2 separate regions of the Dromaius novaehollandiae genome follow, and region 1 is linked to region 2. The links are chromatin contacts, called in public Hi-C maps. All regions are on one chromosome and are shown on one strand. Each heading gives the region's core, a stretch centred on a gene start, on an enhancer-like site or on the middle of the called end of the contact. The rest is flanking DNA. Distances are from core to core; before and after follow the strand shown. Region 1 has its middle 110 kb from the start of TPO. Region 2 holds the start of PXDN (peroxidasin).

Evidence for each region. Hi-C and Micro-C count contacts between places; a contact is called where the count stands out from the background.
Region 1: a contact with region 2 is called in a Hi-C map of liver, with 9 times the contacts expected there. The contact joins the enhancer-like site here to the promoter of PXDN in region 2. A contact is called at or near these places in 3 of 4 Hi-C or Micro-C datasets (brain, liver and ovary).

What each region holds. Positions count from the first base shown.
Region 1 is chr3:21,273,246-21,277,336 of bDroNov1.hap1, forward strand. No RefSeq gene overlaps it. Among named protein-coding and RNA genes, the nearest start is that of TPO, 110 kb to the right of the region's middle. Within about 2 kb of position 2,211, at least 2 of the 2 cell types and tissues checked have open chromatin away from gene starts, as enhancers often do.
Region 2 is chr3:21,124,607-21,129,003 of bDroNov1.hap1, forward strand. PXDN (peroxidasin) reads left to right here and starts at 2,004. Exons shown (of 22, transcript XM_064508516.1): 1 at 2,004-2,393. The coding sequence starts at 2,176.

The DNA of each region.
Region 1 (4,091 bases), core at 961-3,460, 150 kb after region 2:
GGTAGATTTGTGACTCCCTGTGTACCTTTTCACTGGCTAGAGTCAAAAAATAAGTGCTTGTCTCTTTATTGGTGAAAAATACCATATGGAGAAGTATGTTTTAAGGGAGAAGAGAAGGGTTGGGGGGGGGGGGTCGTGAGCACTTGCAAGAAGGTACTGTGGTTTGGATGAGGGTATTACTCTGAAGTCAGAGATATATTGTGCCATGAGCAATAGCCTGGATGGTGATTGCCTCTTGGGGCTTGTAGTTTGCTGTTTGGTGTCTGCCAAAAAAGAGTGAACCTGTGGAAAAGATGAAGGAATGAGACCTTTTGATGAAATAGTATGTATGTATGAATATATATTTCCACATATATACAGACTGTTGAGATCACGAAGGTGAGGGAGACAGGTAGGAAGGAAAATTTACTCATTAGACTACTAGGAGTGAGGTCTGCTGAAGTTTTGGAAGAAGCCTCTCTGGACTGGGATCTATTGCCTTGAAGTATGAAGGGAAAAAAGTGTTCCTGTTTTGGGAATATTCAACTGCATTTGTGTGTGGGAATCCAGTGACACATATGACACAAGTGTCATGGAAGATGATATATGATGAGGGGAATGTGGGAAGAGGTTGGAGAAATACATACTGAAACACATGGCAAATGTCACTGAGCAAATGCATAATGCTTTTTTGTGGCTCTTTTGTAGGGAAAATGCTATGTGAACTCCAGTGTACACCTATGGGGGGTATACTATAGACCTGCATTGGTATTGAAATCTCAACCTCTTTTGATCATCTGGCCTCCAACTACAGGCACCAGATTGCATTAGTATGTTTCTGTTTTTTTGTTCTGTTGAAAACAGCAAAGAATCATCTTTCAGGCCTCGTGCAAATAGGGAGAAAGAATATAGTGTAGAATTTGTTAACAGTTACAACAGGAACTGCAGCAAGGAGTCATTGCATGATTTTCAGAAGATATTGATATGAGTGGGATGAACTATGGATAGCCTCTCACCTTTCTAATAAAATAATGAATGAATTTCTTGAAATAAAGGTATTGTAGTGGATGTAGAGTGAAACTGTAAAATACTTAGTACTAATAGAGATGGAACAGTAAATCATAATGAGCACCTGAACTGTGTGCTTTATGGCCTTTATGGCCTTTATGGCCTCTTCTATAGGAAACTCAAAATAATATAATTAGGGATACCACAAGGTACAGAGTTTTAGTGTTGATTCTCATGCCTTCTTCAAAATTCAGTAGCTAAAGAAAGTTATTATTTTTGCAAGAAGTCAATCATGATACCAGCACACAGATTCAGATTCTATATTTCCTGAAATTTTGACTAGCTAAAGTTGTTAAAATCCTTTTTAAACATTACTTTAGTCCCACTTTTATTAGTCATATTTTATAGTGGAGAGGAAACTGATTCAAACTTATCTTTGCTAAATTTTTTTCTGGTGTTTTTACTACAATATATTTATGACTAAGTTTATGATTAAAACAGGTTTTCGGGAAATAAATATCCTTAGGGGCAAGTGAGAGGTAATTAAGAAAAGTTTTGCTCTTTTCAGGTACACACTGGGATACTTTTTCATGGGTTTTATCTTTTTTCACATTATTTGCAATCATGTAACCTTATATGGTCAGTAATCTTACTTGTGCAATGTATCATGAATGGACAGTTGTACATAATAATCAATAATAAGTATTCCTAATACAATATTTGAATCTACTATTTGTGGTTAATGTTTGCAATTTTGATTACAGAGATTTGCAGATTCTATTATGGATATAAAAAAAGAGGTAACTTGAAAACACAATCATTAAAGCAAATGCATTTTTTATGTATTCCTATCTTAAGAGATAAATTTAAAAGTTTGGATTTTCTTTCTGCTGCAAACAAATTTTTTAATAAATAATGCTCTTCAGTGATGTTGATTACCATTTCCTCCCACTTGTCTGCATTTGACAAGCTTCAAAATATCCACTTATCCACTTATAACAAAGCTCCCACTCTGTTATTAACAGCATGGGAAATGTGCTTATAGGCACTTTGTCAAGCCCTGTAGTTAGAAGAGTCAGCAAAACCTACTCATTCATGTTTCTCACGAGCTTTTCCCCTCTATTTCCCCCTCCTCTCCGACCATCTCAAGCAAAAAGCTGGCTCTGTGTTTGCAGTGTACTGTGAGCTGTTTCATTGCTGCTGATTAAAAACAAAGCAAGTCTAACCTTTGTGGGAATTTATAGAGTGGTAATAAATCCAGTACATGCCATCCACATGCTTTTCAAACCTCCTCATATAACCTCCGGTTTTTGTTCTGGGATAAAGAAGCATGGACACTGCTAATTTAACAACTTGAAAGAGGGAAAAACCCTATGTCATGTCCTGTGTGCCCCCTGCCTCCCCCCCTTCCCCCCAGTGCTATCTTTATAACAGGAGATTAGGTGGTGAGAGGGTATTGCACCAAAGCATCCTAAACTCTCCAGAGGCTGGAGGCTGTAGAGGACACAAAGCTGTCTTTGCTATTGTCAGACGTAATAACAAGCTAAGGAAAGACCCAATGAAAAGGAGCTGAGGCAGAGTGCAGTTACACGGAATGACACAGAAGAAGTAGGACATGCATTTAATCTGTTGTAAAAGCAGAGTAGTAATAGTATTGTACTTTGAATTATATTAGAAGCGCATGAGACCCACATTGATAACTGACAGCCAAGTTTCACCCAAGGTTTGCTTTATCAGGGCAGAAAGCAAAGGAATGATGTGTGCAGTCAGTTTTGTACTAGTGAATATTTGGGAGAAAATGTAAAACTGCATTCAGGTTTCAGCTCTCTTCTTTGGAGTTGCACAGAAAGCTAAAATTGACTCTGTTTCACCAGCTGAGGGCTTCCCTGTTTGGAGATATTTACAGCAGGCATGCTCTGAGGATGACTGGGACTTCTCAGGGAGGGAGGCAGAGCGTGTGCCCATCCTGCGCTACGCTCTAGGAGTCATTCGCCAGCAATTCCTGAGGAACTGTCTGCCAACTTGCACTGGACAGGGCTACAGGACTTAAGGATCATATTTGCTGCAAAGATTGAAAAAAACCTGGCTTACTGGCTATAGATTATCTAGAACAGTTGGTTAACCATTCAGTAAAATGTCTTCTAACTGAGTATTTATCATACCTATTCTATGCACAATTCTACAATAGAGCTGGTTTCATGATCATAAGTAGCAGAGAGAATGCTGGCTAAATTCATCAGCCCTTCCAATTTGAGACTTTTGATAGAAGGCTGAAGTACTTAAGCTTTTCATCACTTTTCATCAGAGAACGTAACCTGATATAGTAAAGTGAGAAATTAAGCAGCAAATAGTCATTGTTTCAGTCCTCCAAACTGGTCACCAGGGAATGGAAAATACGGGCTTTGTGTGCCAGCTGGCAGACTCGATTGCCCAGCATGGGAAAGGCGCTTTGTGCCAGTGGAGAGGGTAGAAGTCCATTTCCCCTCTCCTTTCCTCCCCGTCTCTCCCCATTCATTATGAGTCTTCTCTATTCTGCAGGATATCAAGCAGAAGTCCTACAGATAGCAAAAACTATGAATTTTTCTTTGTGAAGTATTTTAAAATCTTGCAGGTTTTTTTTTTCTTTTTAATTTGGAGTACAGTAAAATTTTTCTTGTAAACAGCCCTTCTAGCCTGTGCACAGTGGCTCATTGGTTCCACAACACAGCTTTTCCTCTGTTCTCATTTCCTCTTCAAGCCCCAGTTGCATTCAGTGATTAACTGATAGCAGTAATAAGTTGCTATCATCTATGCAATAGCCATGAGAGGGAGTTGAGAGTGCTTGCCAACAGGCTTCATCAGAGTTATTTTGGAAAGAACGAAGTAAAGCGCCAGAGCACTAATACTGAACAGCACAGATAGCTGATGGGCAGAACAGTTCCAATACACTATTTTGGATCATTTCAGCATAAAATTAGCTCTGGCTTTCACAGTTATGTGCTGCCACTAGAAACGTTGGCTCAGAAATCAGGATATGTGCTCCAGTTTTAAGGGAGACTCTGCTTAACCTGATACAGACACTTTGGACAAACCCTTTCCCTAGCAGAAGCCTTTCTGCAGACATC
Region 2 (4,397 bases), core at 754-3,253:
AAGACAAGACCTTACTTATGCCAGCACTTGCACTTCAAAGGTCAAAGGTGTGCGAGCTTTTCTTGGATAAAGAAACAAATTTAATTTTCAGATTAAGACACCTGCAGAGCCAAGCACTGGTTACACATGCAGAGGAGGTGGTACATGCAGCAACTGCATGCTGTACCGACTTTGAGGTGATTCACATTTTAACCTGTCTTCAGCAAAACTCTCACAAGCCTTTCTTTACTTCAGACTGGTATCTTCCAGTATAAAATACAGCTGATGGGTTTTGGTGTACAGGCTTCTGAGCAACTTAGTCCATTGGAATAGCAGACTAAGCTCAGCCCTGCAAAAGTATTTAGAAATGTACCTAATTTAGAAGACATACTAATTTAGAAGTGTATCTTGTTCTTACTGTAAGAGTCCAGGAGCCTCTGACTACCCTAGAAACTGTGCAATTTTACTACTGATTACCAGTTACTCATTACTGTTAGTATGTACCAGTAAGCTCTCCTTATCTCTAGACAAAGATGCAACCTGCAGATTGCCAGTGAGCCAGCTTCCCACTCACTGGGAGGTGAAACGGGATATTTTAAAGGGCTCAGGACTCTTTAGACTAGAAAAAGGTATCTGCTTCCATTAGCTAACTCTATTTTAAGATATAAGGAGTCACATCACACTTTAAAGAAGAGAGTCCCAGAAAAAACTTAGTCAAAGAGTATTTCTGCAGAAAGTAAGCTACCGATAATAACCTATCACAGTTTATAGTGACCCTAACGCTGGCCCCATCGAAGATTTCTGGCACTCATAGCACACTTTAGGGCTTTGATTTCCTACACTAGGTGTTTGACTTAGTTCAAAAAAAAAAAAAAAATCACTTCCTCACTCATATGCTAAAACAAATAGTTTTTGCAGCGAGATTCACAGTAAGAATTGAGATAGTTAAACTTAGGCAAGAATGGTCTCTACATTTTTCCTTGACAAAAAGAAGGAAGGAACATGGGCATCCTTATAGAAATGCCTTGGGTTATTTCTGAGGTGGAACTGGAGATGCTGACACCTATTATTTGTAAGGGAATATGTTTTGCTACGCTTAACAGGTTAGATGTGATCAGTGTTACTGTCATGATAGAAATGATTTGCCAATGTCTTCCCCTGGGAGCGTCAAAGCACTTCACCACAGAATTTGGATGGCTCTTCCAGGGCTGGAGAAAAGTATCTATCTACTCCGGGCCGGACCCCATAGAGGAATGACAATATTTTTAAGGCAACATTAGACACCTTCAGGGAAATCTAATTTTGTACTCTCACCACAGAGCTTGTTTCAAGGAAGTGTTGAGATCTAGGGAGCGGAGGCTCCCAACGTTATTCTTGTAAGCACAGCTACGCTCCTGCGGTCTTCTGACACCTCCTTGGCAGCATACGCGCTTACCCGAACATGTCAGCTGAATGTAATTCCAAGGAAATCTAACAGATTTTCCTGGTTCAGCAGCAAGTATCTCAGCACTAAGAGGGGGTAGCGTGGGGGAGTCTTCCAGAGCGGGGTAGAAATGGGACTTGGTTGTACGGGGCTTGCTTCCTCCCGCAAGGGCAGTCTGGGGGCACGGCTGTGCGCTGTGCCCAGGGGAGCAGAGGCAGAGGGGCAAACGGGACCTGCCTGCGAGCAGTGCTGGCGGGGGGAATGCTTGGGAATCGGCGCTGAGATCTTCTCTCCTCTCCCCTTCTCGTCTTCACTTCTTTTTTTTCTCTTCTCGCCCCCTCTTCTTTCTCTTCTCGTCTCTCCTTCCCCTTCCCTTCTCCTCTCGTTTCCCTTTTCTTTTCTCTCCCCTTCTCCGTTCCTTTCTCTTTTCCCTTCTTCCTCCTCTCCTCGGGCGCACGTCGTCGTCCCGGGGGCACCCTCGGGCCAGGCTTCCCCCTTCCCCCAGGGCCGGGGCAGCGAGCCGGGGCGGGGGGCGCGGAGCCGTCGCGGACCCCCGCGGCGGGGCGGGCGGCGCATCCCGCCGGCGGCCGGGGCGGGCCCAGCGCCGTCCCCTCCTCCCGCCTGCGCGGGGGGACGCGCTCGCCCCGCCGCCCAGCACAGCGGCAGCCGCGCGGGGAGCGGAGCGGGCGCGACGCGGAGCCCTCTCCTCTCCTCTCCTCCTCCTTCTCCTCTTCCTCCTCCTCCTCCTCCTCCTCCTCCCCCCGCCGTGCAGCATGGCCCGCTGCGAAGCGGCGGCCGCCCCCGGGCTCTGCCTCCTGCTCCTGCTCTGCAGCGGGGGGCTCGTCCGCCCCGCGGCCGCGCAGCCGCCGCCGCTGCCGCAGCGCGGGAGCGTGTGGTGCCCCAGCCGCTGCCTCTGCTTCCGCACCACGGTGCGCTGCATGCACCTCATGCTGGAGGGCGTCCCCGCCGTGGCGCCCCAGACCACCATCCTGTGAGTGCGGGGCGCGCAGCGGCGGCGCGGGCGGCGGCCTTTGTCTGCGCGCGGCGGCGCGGAGCTGGCGGGGCTGCGCCGGGGCTGCGCGGCGCGGGCGGTGCGCGGCGGTGGCGCGGGTTTGGCCGCGGGAGGGCTGCGCCGCGCTCCGCTGCCCGCGGCCGCTTTGCCGGGCCCGGTGCGCGGAGCGCGGGGCGAGGCGCGCTGGGGCGGGAGGCGGAGCGGGGCTCGGGGACGGGCCGGCCGGGAGCAGGCACGGCGGGCGCTGCCTTAGGCCAGCGGAGGTGCTCGGCCCGTCCCCTGCAGAGCGGGGGCTCCGCGGGTTTCGGCGGGGTTGCGCTGGCAGTGAAACTGCCCGTTGAACACGCTCCGCGGCTGATTCACTGACATTGGCTTGACTGGAGCGGTTACCCCTCTGCCCGGTTTTGCCCTTAGGATAAGCGCAAAAACCTGGGCAGACGTCGCGTGCTGTTGTCTTCCAAGGGCTCCTGTAGGGACGGGGTTTGTCCCACTGCGCCGCTCAGGCTTCCGCGTTACTGGGGACGAGCGTGGTGGCCCTGGGCACCAGCCGCGTCCTTCCCGCGCGGCGGCCGTGGAGGCGAGCGGGGCCTGGCCTGGCTTGGCCTGGGGGGTTTCTGCAGGGCCTCCTGCAACAGCTTCACTGGTGACTTTGCCAGATATTTTCGAAGGGGATCTGTAAAGCCTTGGTGTGTTTCAGCTTCCAAGTATTATTTAATGCGAAGAGCGCAGTCATTTAACGTTAACCGAGTCCCTCTTTGGCAAGACATTCAGCCTTTTGGCAGAGCGTGATTAGTTCTGAAGAGCTTGTAAACCTTTTTAGGGAATAATGCAGGAAGTGGGTGGTTAATGTTTCTTACATCTGAAACAAAGTACATTTACAGAACACCTTTTGCACTGAGATTACAGGGAACCCTAAAGCTAGTTTTGTGAATCATCTGAAATGTTTAAAAAAAACCCAGCAATCTTCAGAATATGGAGTCAAGTCTTAATGGCTTGGTTTCATGTGAGAGGTAGAAGGGCCTGCAACAGCAAAGCGTGTTAGATTAGACCTAGCCAGGGTGGAGCTCCCCTTACCGTGGGTATTTATAATCTTGCAGTGAGTCAGAGGAAAATGTATGAACAATGCAAGCATTATACTTGTCTAACCCTACTAATATATCAAATTGACTAGTGTCCCAAATGTGAATTATCATTCCGGTATAATGCAAGCTACAGTGCAGCGGATGTAATGAAAAAGAAGTTAAGAACTTATTTTCAGCAGGACAAAGAGCAGTAATTGTCAAAACACACTTGTGGATGATCAGCATTCTTACAATATAATGGTGGCCTCACTTTTTGTCTGGTAATAAGTATATTCTTTCCTTTTTTTTTGGCATGCTAAATCACCAACTGACTAGGGGACAGTTATAAATAAATTAAAGACTTCAGTAATACTACTTCTGTAAATAGGCAGTTCTGCTACAGTTCTGCCGAATGGCTGTGAATGGGGAGGAGATGGACCATAAGATAATTGGGCAATATGAATCTCTGGGACAAAGAACAATGCTAGAACTCATTTAGTAATCAGTAGTTTGAAGATACCAATTGAGTAGAAATAACTAAGAGATAATATTGCTTACCTCTAGCTCTGGGATGTACATTAAGAATAATTATGTATAGTTCTTACATTTGTAACCTCAGTCCTCAAGTCTAAGGTACTTACTGAATTACTTGGTGGTTTACCAATGATTTTTTTCTCCCTACTAAAATTTGTTGTAGGAGTTTACGGTTCTACAAAGCAAAGTTATGCCTTCTGGAGGTGGCCCACCATTCACAGAGGGACTTCTACTTTCAGGAATAGTTTCTTTTTTAAGCATGAAAATAAGAAGCAGTTATTTTATTTCCAGTTTCTCTGTCACAGTTTTTCTTTCTTTTGCAGACTGTAAGTTAAAGGCATTCTTTTTAGTGTTGGTGATGATAGCTAGATTTTTAGAAGTAATGGAT